2 separate regions of the Hordeum vulgare genome follow, and region 1 is linked to region 2. The links are chromatin contacts, called in public Hi-C maps. All regions are on one chromosome and are shown on one strand. Each heading gives the region's core, a stretch centred on a gene start, on an enhancer-like site or on the middle of the called end of the contact. The rest is flanking DNA. Distances are from core to core; before and after follow the strand shown.

Evidence for each region. A called contact is a pair of places that touch in the nucleus more often than the background predicts.
Region 1: a contact with region 2 is called in a Hi-C map of seedling, with 1.8 times the contacts expected there. The contact joins the promoter of LOC123412363 here to the promoter of LOC123407362 in region 2. A contact is called at or near these places in 4 of 6 Hi-C or Micro-C datasets (leaf, seedling and an unstated tissue) and 1 of 1 datasets of contacts at active chromatin or transcription factors (embryo).

What each region holds. Positions count from the first base shown.
Region 1 is chr7H:526,311,589-526,316,352 of MorexV3_pseudomolecules_assembly, forward strand. It overlaps LOC123412363, which reads left to right and starts at 2,019. Exons shown (of 2, transcript XM_045105313.1): 1 at 2,019-2,474; 2 at 2,587-3,082. The coding sequence starts at 2,258. The coding sequence ends at 2,804.
Region 2 is chr7H:526,166,077-526,170,930 of MorexV3_pseudomolecules_assembly, forward strand. LOC123407362 (calcium-dependent mitochondrial ATP-magnesium/phosphate carrier protein 2-like) reads left to right here and starts at 1,316. Exons shown (of 4, transcript XM_045100474.1): 1 at 1,316-1,867. The coding sequence starts at 1,396.

The DNA of each region.
Region 1 (4,764 bases), core at 769-3,268, 150 kb after region 2:
ACGGACTTTGATTGTGACGAGAATTAACACGCTGCCTACCTACACTATATTAAGACCGCATGCCAACTTTCAACCCAATCGGAGAATATTTTATACACACTTTTAAAACAATATTTTAATGATGCCGCGGGTGCGTGCGAGTGTGGTTGGTCTCAAACGGTCAACGCAAGAACGGAGAGAACCGACAACTAATAACGGATGCAAGTTTTGAAAACTGGTAGCAACGGAGTGTCGATGCAATGCGGATGATGCGAATGATGCGATGATGAATGCAACAAACAAATAATAACACGACAACAGCGAAATAAAAGTGGAATCTTCTGAAGCGTCGGTCTCGGGCTGTTACAGGCAATGCGCGGGGCGGCTGAGTGATGTAGACGCGTCCGGTAGAGTGGCGACGCGCGAGGCTGTCAAGTGATGTACATGCATCCGAGGGAGTGGCGACGCACGTGGCGACCAAGTGATGTAGACGCATCCTACGGAGTGACGACGCGTCGGGCGACGTTCGAGGGACTTAATACCACATTTCAAGTGTACTCCCTCCGTTTCAGTTTATAAGTCCGGCACGTGTATCTAGGCCGTCAATTTGACCAATTTAACGAGAGACATATATTACAAAAAATATATCATTAGAAACTTTAGATGCTCTATTTTCTAATCATATAATTTTATGTTAAATAATATATTTTATATAAGTCAAATTGACGACCTAGATACACGTGCATGCCTTATAAACTATAACGAAGAGAGTAGTTAGGACCGTCGTTACATGTAACTCCAACAACAATAATGGCGTTCGTTACTAGTAACTGTCCTAGTTACTCTCCTTCATCTCCCTTGAAACGGCTCATTAATAGGGCTGGAGACACTATATAAGCCACCGCTAAGCTCCGTGACAATGGTTCAATATCTTGTTATAATTACACATCCTAGAGAAAACATAAAATCTTCGGGCACGAGACGTAGGGTTTTTACCTTTTCAAGAATTATCCGGAGTCGCTAAATACGAGCGATGCGCTTGCGCCATAGTTAGGTTCCACGCCTCGTTCGTACCCTGGTATTTATTATGAGGATCGTTGTCTTGACAATATTCTTTTTAAATTTAAGATGAATACGAGGAATGCAGATTAGTCCGGGCGTTGGGTTTTTGCGATGGTTTTTTTTACAGGGATCCGAGTGTAGATGATGTAACTCGAGCTGCTGCAAGGCCACCGTCACTCCGCCCGGGAAGAGGCAAAGAAATCCCGTGGATATTCCAACAGCCAGCCACTAGCGCATTCTTAACAGGCCGTCGTTAGCTCCAAAGCGTGGGCTCTTTTGGCGTCCCCGTCGACGTACGTACGTCACCCCCGGCACGTACGTACTCACGCTCAAGTTGCGCTCCCTGGAAGCAACGCAACGCAACGCAGAAGCCACCGCACGCGACAGCGCTCTCCGGCAGCAACAAGGGCCGGAACCAAGGACCGGATTGATTGAATGGATATACTAATTGTCGGATGACGCTGGGTGGTTAGGCCATTGCCGTGGATTGGAGAGGAATATGCGCGCGGATTCTGCCCTTGGATAGGATCGGGATAGGTGGGGTGGGGTGGGGTGGGGTGGGGTCGGGGCTGCTGCATGCGCCCGACGCACCCGGCCGACGGTGTCGCGCGTCGTGTGGAGAGTTCTCAGGCGTGTGGCCTCTGGTCTTCTCTCTACAAGCCTACGATAATCGAGTGAGCTCGATCGAGCAGTTCACGAGCGTTGGGAACCTTTTGGTCGAATTGAGGATGGCATGCGTCACAGAATTTGCACAGTTCATATCCATCCGTGCGTAAGCAGATCAGACGGCGGTGATCACGAGCATATGGCCTTCCTTCGCCAAAAGCAGGCATTAATTTTGTAGCAGTAATAATTTTGTAATGTCACAGCAACTACGAAATGACCGTTCGGCCCCCACACCAATGATTCCAGGCCCATCTCCAACATCTTTGATCTTTCCAGGTAACTTGTGCCAGTCGATAAACCGACCTGTCCAACTAAACAAACGTGACCACCGCGACGGACCCAACGGCCACCGAGGTCGCCCACAGCCGCCGCGCACGCTATATTATAGCCGGAGCAGCGTGCGCGCCTACGAGCACTGCACGGTCCCCCTCTCCCTCAGGTTCAACAACCACGAGCCACGATAGTCGCCGTCGTCGGGCCTCTGCTCTCCGTCTCCTCCCCACTGCGGCCGGACACCCCCGGGAGCCCGTGATCTGCGCTGCACTGTGCCATGTCGTCGTCATCCTCCTCCTCGGGCGGGGCGGGATCCGCGCTGGGCGGCTCCCACGCCGGCCTCGCCCTCGCCGCCACCGCCATGGCGCTATCCGGCACCCTCGTCCTCTTCTCGCTCTGCCGCGCCAAGCAGACGGACCACCACCTCGTCTCCTCCGACGCCGCCGTCACGTCCCCGTCTCCCGCTCGACTCCGGCCCTGCCTCTCCTCCTCCGGTGAGTGTGACACCTCCTCCACAGCCGTGCCGTTCGTTGCTCCATTCGTCCGCACAGCACAGTTCTTGGTTCTTACGTACGATGTCCCCTGTTTCTTTCTTTGTGCGTGCAGAGAAGCGGAAGCGGGAGAAGGCGAGGCGCGGGAGCATGAAGCGGGTGCGCTTCGCGGCCGACGTCGTCGACCACGGCCCAGCTCGCCCGGCGCCGGAGGAGGAGACGGCGGCGCCCGAGCCGTCCTGCAGGGGCGCCGCGATGCCGGCGAACCGGGAGGCGCTCTACCGCGGCATGCTCCGCGGCCGCTCCATGCTCAGGACCGCCTGCTCCTACTAAGCTACCGGCGTCAGTTAACCCCGTCGTTTAATCCTTACTACACCCATCCCGTCCCCGTCTTAGTCCGTCGGAAGCTGCCAGCGCCTTTCGCAATTCTCGTTCATTAGCGTCGTCGCTGATTGGGAGATTTTTGTAATTAGTGAGCATCCCGTACGCGCGAGCGATCTGTGTGGTGCTTGTCCTTAATTGTTCTACCCGTTGTCGTACGTGTGCGTACTATTTCTACTTGGGTATAAGTAGCCAATTGATCCCAGAACAAGGGGTCCTTGCATTCTTCATCTACCTGACCCAGTGAAAGCTGCCTTTGATCCTGTTCTTCATTTTATTTTATTCTTCTGGGGTTCCATGCTTGATTTGATCTGCCCCTCTGGGCGAGCAGCTCAAGACAAGGCGATTTCGGCTGCCAATTTTGTGTTGCTGGATTTGGTTCTTTGGGATGTCGTCATACCAGCGGCTGTGGTCGGGCGTTGCTGTCGTGGTTGTGCAAGCAACGGAAGAAACACAAGGTTCAGGTTCGTCTCCTCCTCCAACCCCAACTCCAAGTGGCGCCGCAGATGCGGCCTACTGCTGCTGGTGGCTTTCAATTTTCCGCCGGATTCTTCTCTTTTTCTTGCCTGGATTTTGAATCGTCTTGGGAGATATGGTCATGTCACGGCTGTGAAAGCTCGGTGTCTTTCCGGGAAGGGCGGTGTCCATCTCGGTCTCCGGCAGTGACAGATGAAGGGAGATAGGGTGGTGGATAAGAAACGCTGCGGGCTCGACTGACCGGGATCACATGCGCCCAACTGAACGAGCGGCGGAGCAGCGCCGCGCCCGCGCAGGGCAGCTCGGCCCGTGACTACTGACCACGGCCACGGGCGTCTCCAGGCTTCGCGGACCCGGGTGGGAAAAGCTCTGCCTGACCTGGCGTCGCCTGCCGTATGGCCGTCTGGCCGGCGTGTGTCAGACTGTCAGTGGCGGTTAAGGTGAAGGGCAGTTGCTAACCATTTAGGGCTTGTTCGGTTCTTGGAGATTTGAAGGGGTTGGGAAGGGATTAAATCTCCTACAAGTCAAATTCTACCTTAATCCTCTTCAATCCCCTCCTGGCTGGGATTAACCGAACAAGGCCTTATGGGTATTTGAATCATAAAAAAGAAAGCCGGATACTCACGATGGGAATGGACCGGGTCGGCCGGTCGGGTCACTGACCTCGCCAAAAAAATCAAGGCCAATGAGTTGTGTGGGTCGATCTCGGACCATAGTTAGGATCAGTGGAGTCGGCACCGACTGATCCCTAGTAATCTATCAGTCGTGAATCATGAGTTATTCATGGCCAACCACGTAAATAATTTGCAGGTTGACAGGGCACGTGATTTCCAGATTTGTGTGGCGCCAGCGGCCTTCATCCTGCCAGCGGAGAACGCCCGGTAGGCCGACCTTGCAGAGAAGGAACCGTTCACCTCCCAGATCCATACTATCTTGTCTTCACCTCCTTCCGTTAGGTCAATGCCTTGCAGTCGGTCCACTAGAGCCAGGAACTCCATCAGCGCTTGTGCATTCATGTTAGATGAGACCTCGTGTCTCCACCCAACTAGGAGAGTGTGTCATATAGTGCAGTCAGCCAGCGCTTTCTTCTTGATAGCCAGGAATAGGGTGGGCATTAAGTCCTGAATTCTCCCCTCCTCTAACCACAAATCCATCGAAAATCTAGCGGTAGTACCATCTCCCAGCCTACACTTCGTAGCCGCCTTATATATGGCCATCGATTGCGGTGATACCTCGAGATTGAACTCCTTCCACGACCTACCATTGTTTGTTCTGGTGAGCCATGTCCATCAGGCTCACGGTGCCAAGTTGAACAGCCGCAAGTTGGGCACACCGAGTCCGCCCATCTCATTTGGGGAGCACACCTTGTCCCAAGCCACAATGCAATGCCCAACACTCACATCACGGCGCCCCTTCCACAAGAAACCTCTGCATA
Region 2 (4,854 bases), core at 66-2,565:
CGGGAAGAAGGCCGGCGAGGGGAGGCGAGGAGGCCGTGCGGGGCGGGGTCGCCGGGGGAGGAGAGGAGCCGTGGGGGGGGGGGGGCTCGCCGGCGTGGTGAGGGGGACCGAGGGGGGGGGGGCGCCGTGGGAGGAGGGGCTGGCGACGGCAGGAGAGGAGGCGGGTCGTGGGGAGGGGGCGAGATGGGGGAAGTGTCGGTGGGGTGGGGAGGGTCACGAGAGGGAGTTACGGGAGGTGGCGCTATCGGCGCGTGGGGTGGGGTGGGGCCCCCACGAGGGGGGCTGGCGGCGGCGGACAGGGGGGGGGAGGGAGTAGCGAGGGGAGTGGGGGTCGCCAGGGGGGATTAGGGTTGCGGGATGGGGCGCGGGAGGTGGCCGGCTGGGCCGGTGGGTGGCCCAGCTGGGCCGGGGAGGGAGTTGCTTTCTCTTTTTTTTTTTGATTTGTTTTTATTTTGTTTTACCTTTTCCCTTTTTTTATTATTTTTTTCTTTCAGTTTTCTTTCTTTCTTTTATCATTATTATTTCTTTAATACTTTCCTTTTGCATATATATCCTTTTAATACTTGTAATGAACCGATAAAGTGCTTCCCTTTGCTTTCAAATCATCGATCCGGACAGACGCGAATCCACGCTGGTCTGTGATGGGAATTCGATGACGTGGCATCATTAGCGGTTGATCACTGTAGCTTAATTACAATCACTACTGTAGCAAAAGTCGAGGATGTCACACCGGTCGCCGGCGACGCCCCCGCCGCGTCCAGCTCCAGCACCATCGCGCCCCCCGCGCCCGGGCCAACAGCCGCCGGGTCGCCGCCGCACGGGATGTGAGCTTCGTTTCCCAGCTCCCGTCAGATCCACTTACATAGGGACTGTGGGTTGAATATCCAGAAGTGGAGGGGCTTTTGTGCAAAAGTGCCGACGACGTACGACAGAAACCATCGGTGCTTTATTATTATTAGGGGAGATAATCTTAAAAAAAACAAAGCACACACGTATTTACAAAAGACACACACACGCATGAAATATGCCTTTTCATACAAGGATATACCCCTTGGACTTGGGTGCCTTCGCTTTGCATAGTTGTTGCACTTTTTTATTTTCTTGAGTGGAGGATGTTCCAACTCGTAGGAGGACATGGGGAAAGGTGAGCACGGGTAGCCCATACCATACCATACCATACCATACCCATCCAGGGACGCTCATACGGGTAGGGTACCCTACCGTAGCCCGTAGGGCTGAAACCCACACGTGCCTTCCCTTCCCTTCCCTTCTACCCCTCCTTCCCCTCCTTTCCCTCTCCCTTCGATTCCGACTCGATTCTATTCCATTCCCCAAACCAACCCACCACCACCTCCCCCTCCTCCCCTCCCATTCCGCCTCGCCGCCGCCGTCGCCATGCCCGGCGCGGCGGCCCACGCGGTGGAACCCCGCGGCACCGCCGCACCCCCTCCACCCGTGGCCGCCGCGGCGACGGCGGCGGCGGCAGGGGGGCCGTGCGAGCCGGTGCGCAAGGCGGGCCCCGTGACCATGGAGCACGTGCTTCTGGCGCTCCATGAGACGGAGGCGGAGCGGGAGGCGCGGATCCGGGACATGTTCGGCTTCTTCGACACGTCCGGGAGGGGCCAGCTCGACTACGCGCAGATCGAGGCCGGCCTCGCCGCGCTGCAGGTCCCCGCCGAGTGCAAGTACGCGCGGGAGCTGCTCCGCGCCTGCGACCGCGACCGCGACGGCCGCGTCGGCTACGACGACTTCAGGCGCTACATGGACGACAAGGAGCTCGAGCTCTACCGCATCTTCCAGGCAATCGACGTCGAGCACAACGGCTGCATCCTCCCCGAGGAGCTCTGGGACGCCCTCGTCAAGGCTGGTATGTTGTAGCCTCACCCCCACCCCCCGTCTGTACCGCTGCCGACCTCCGCAATACTCGCGCGCCCCGTGCCGTGCGCTCAGTGGCATCTGAATTATAATTTATGACGCGTTGTGCGAAATGCAGTCTCTGTAGCATATTTCTGCCTGCTTGTTGTTGGAGCAGCAAGCAAATCAGTAGCCAACCCCTTGGAGTGTCGTCCTTTTTTTTGTTGGAGGTTTGCTCTGTGAGCAGATGTATATCATATTTGGAGATTAGAAGGGTCCTTCGCGATTGAGATAGTAGATACCGGTATCAATTGTGTTCAATAACACTTTTAGGTAGTGTATGTCTGTTTTGACAGAATAGTGGGTCTCGGTAGGCCCTGAGGGCCATCTACCTAGAACTGCCTTTTTGTAGTGTCTGAGCAGCGGACACTGAGCTCTAGGAGGACCCTTGGCTATTTGACAAAAATTGAGTTGATTGAGTAATGCATTAAATCTGTTAAGCATGTAACCTTATTATTTCTCAACGGAAAATGTAATTCAACCTCTCAGATTAGGAACATCTATTCTAACCAGTGTGTTACCACTAGCAAATTGAGAGTACATAACATGTCAACCCGATTTTAGAGTTTAGTTTGTATTAACACGACGAAAAGTAGCTGATCAATAATACCATAACCATCACATTAAGTGTTCATGTTGGATGCACAGTTGGGGATGGACTTAATGCTGTTCTCTTGCTCCTGCTAAAAGATTTGTAGTGTATGGGACATGTTTAAATTAGGCATCAATTTATATATCTTTCTTATTGTAGGATACATTGGTTTGTCAAGCTACTAAACAAAACTGGCCCGAACCCAAAATGACCAGTTGGGATATTAGATCCATAAATCACTTAAGATGCAAGAAGCAAAAGGGCAATGTACCCAAGTGTCTACATTTGTTTGGTGTAAAAATAAAAAAATAATATTACTGCTTAACTATAAACTCCTATAGCTGTATAGCACCACTGAAATTTTGAATTTTGAAGAAACTTTAGAACAGAGCTGAGCATGGCAACATCTATTCTAATTTGCAATGGCAACACATTTCATCTATAGATTAATTTGCAATGGTTCATAACATATGTAGCACATTGGATACATTTGAAGTCCAAGCTATTTCTTTACCATACATGAGCACTGAAGGCTTACATTGCTTGTTGACTCTGGCAACTTACTGCTAAGAATCGGCTGAATCTTTATAGTTAGAAATACTATAGTACTAGTATTTACTAGACCCACTGTTTGGTCTATGAGCAGCTGGCAATTTTTTTTGTTCTCTATTTTTCTGTCATATACCGTGCCATGCTGGAACATGTGTGTTTTGGACCTTGGAATTTCATTTTAACTGCACCTTGTGCGGATTGAAGTGCTATTTTGTCTGTGCCTTGCCTTGGGACCTAGTTGTGTTCTGTAGACTCAATTGCATGGTGGTATATCATAGCTTTCCAGTAAAATGGTTGTGCAGTGATGTATGAGTATGAGTTTATGATAGTGCAGGTCTTGTTAGCTTTCCTAATTACTCCCTCTGTTCCAAATTATAACATGTTTTGGATATTTCAATATGGACTACATACGTACTGAAATGAGCGAACAAACACACAAAAATGCGTCTATGTACATCCTATTCATAATAAAGTTAGAACATCTTATAATAGTGAACGGAGGGAGTAACTAATATAACTTGCTCCATGTTGCCACTAAAAACGACTCTGAGCACACCTGATGTTGTCACTTGGCATGCTCTCCTGTATTAAAGTGCATAATCCAGCATGAATGTATAACTTATACTGGGTGTGCATAATCGGCGTACCATCTCATGCTTCGACTAGATATACACTATTATAGTTGGTTCTGCCCAATATGTGGAACATGTTTCTTTTCCTGATTATGGGTATTCTTTAATTATGTGGTCATTCATTGGAATTGGAACGAACATGACTGCCTGCAGCGTCAAATCCTATCCATTTCTTTAGACATCATGTTATTGCAGATGCCGAAAACTTGGCCAGTTCATAACAGCTACCTTATCGTTTATTCACCTTGATCTTCACCTTGTCCAAGGGAGCAATCCTATGTTGCTTGTTGGTGCTATTACTACGGCAGCCAACCCGGCTGCAGCTTAGCTAGGCAGTCCCAAGATTATATACCTTGTTGCTAAACGTTGCATGGCATAGGCAACTGAAATCAGATGCGTCAAAAACACTGATACATGGCTGGGACATTGTATCCGTATTGGATACAGATACATGTTGGATACGTATCAGCCAAATATCCCCCGATATAGCATTAAAGCAATCAATTTTAATTCTCGATACTTGCGGGATACTTACACAATACGTTGTGGGTACCTCCGGCCCATCACCATCCCATTAAGGGCAGCATGACCCTAGTTATTCCGACCTGATGCCCTCTTCTGTCCACTCCCCCTGATCCAATCTTTCTCCCAGGTCCCGATCTTGATGATGTGGCCATGGCCGCGCCACCAGATGCAGCAGACGGTGGCGGTTGGCTCAGGGGTCCTGCATTGGCAGCTCGCCGGCAGGCAAGCCAGTTTGGCTCTCTGCTCTTTCCCCCTCTCCCTCCCTGTTGGTGACTAACTCCTGGACCAGGCAGGCAGCTCGCTGGTAGCAGCTCGAGCAGGTGGTGGGCTAGAGCCCCACTATTTATCACTATTTTTTAAAATAGCCAAACTATTTTTCAGAAATGTCATATTCCCATATCCATATTGGTGCAAATTATAATAGCTCACTTAACTGAAGCAATGTACAGCCTATGAAGTGCGCTCAGACGTTGGGGGCTGCCTATTCTTTATCCGACTGCTAGCATGGTGTTCTGTAGAGATACATGTGAGTTAGCCAATGAATTTCCTAAGGCCTTGTTTGGTACTAGGGTTTTTGAGGAGATTGGTGGGGATAATCCCCACAGGGATTGGGTGAAACCCCAACCTTCATCCAATCCC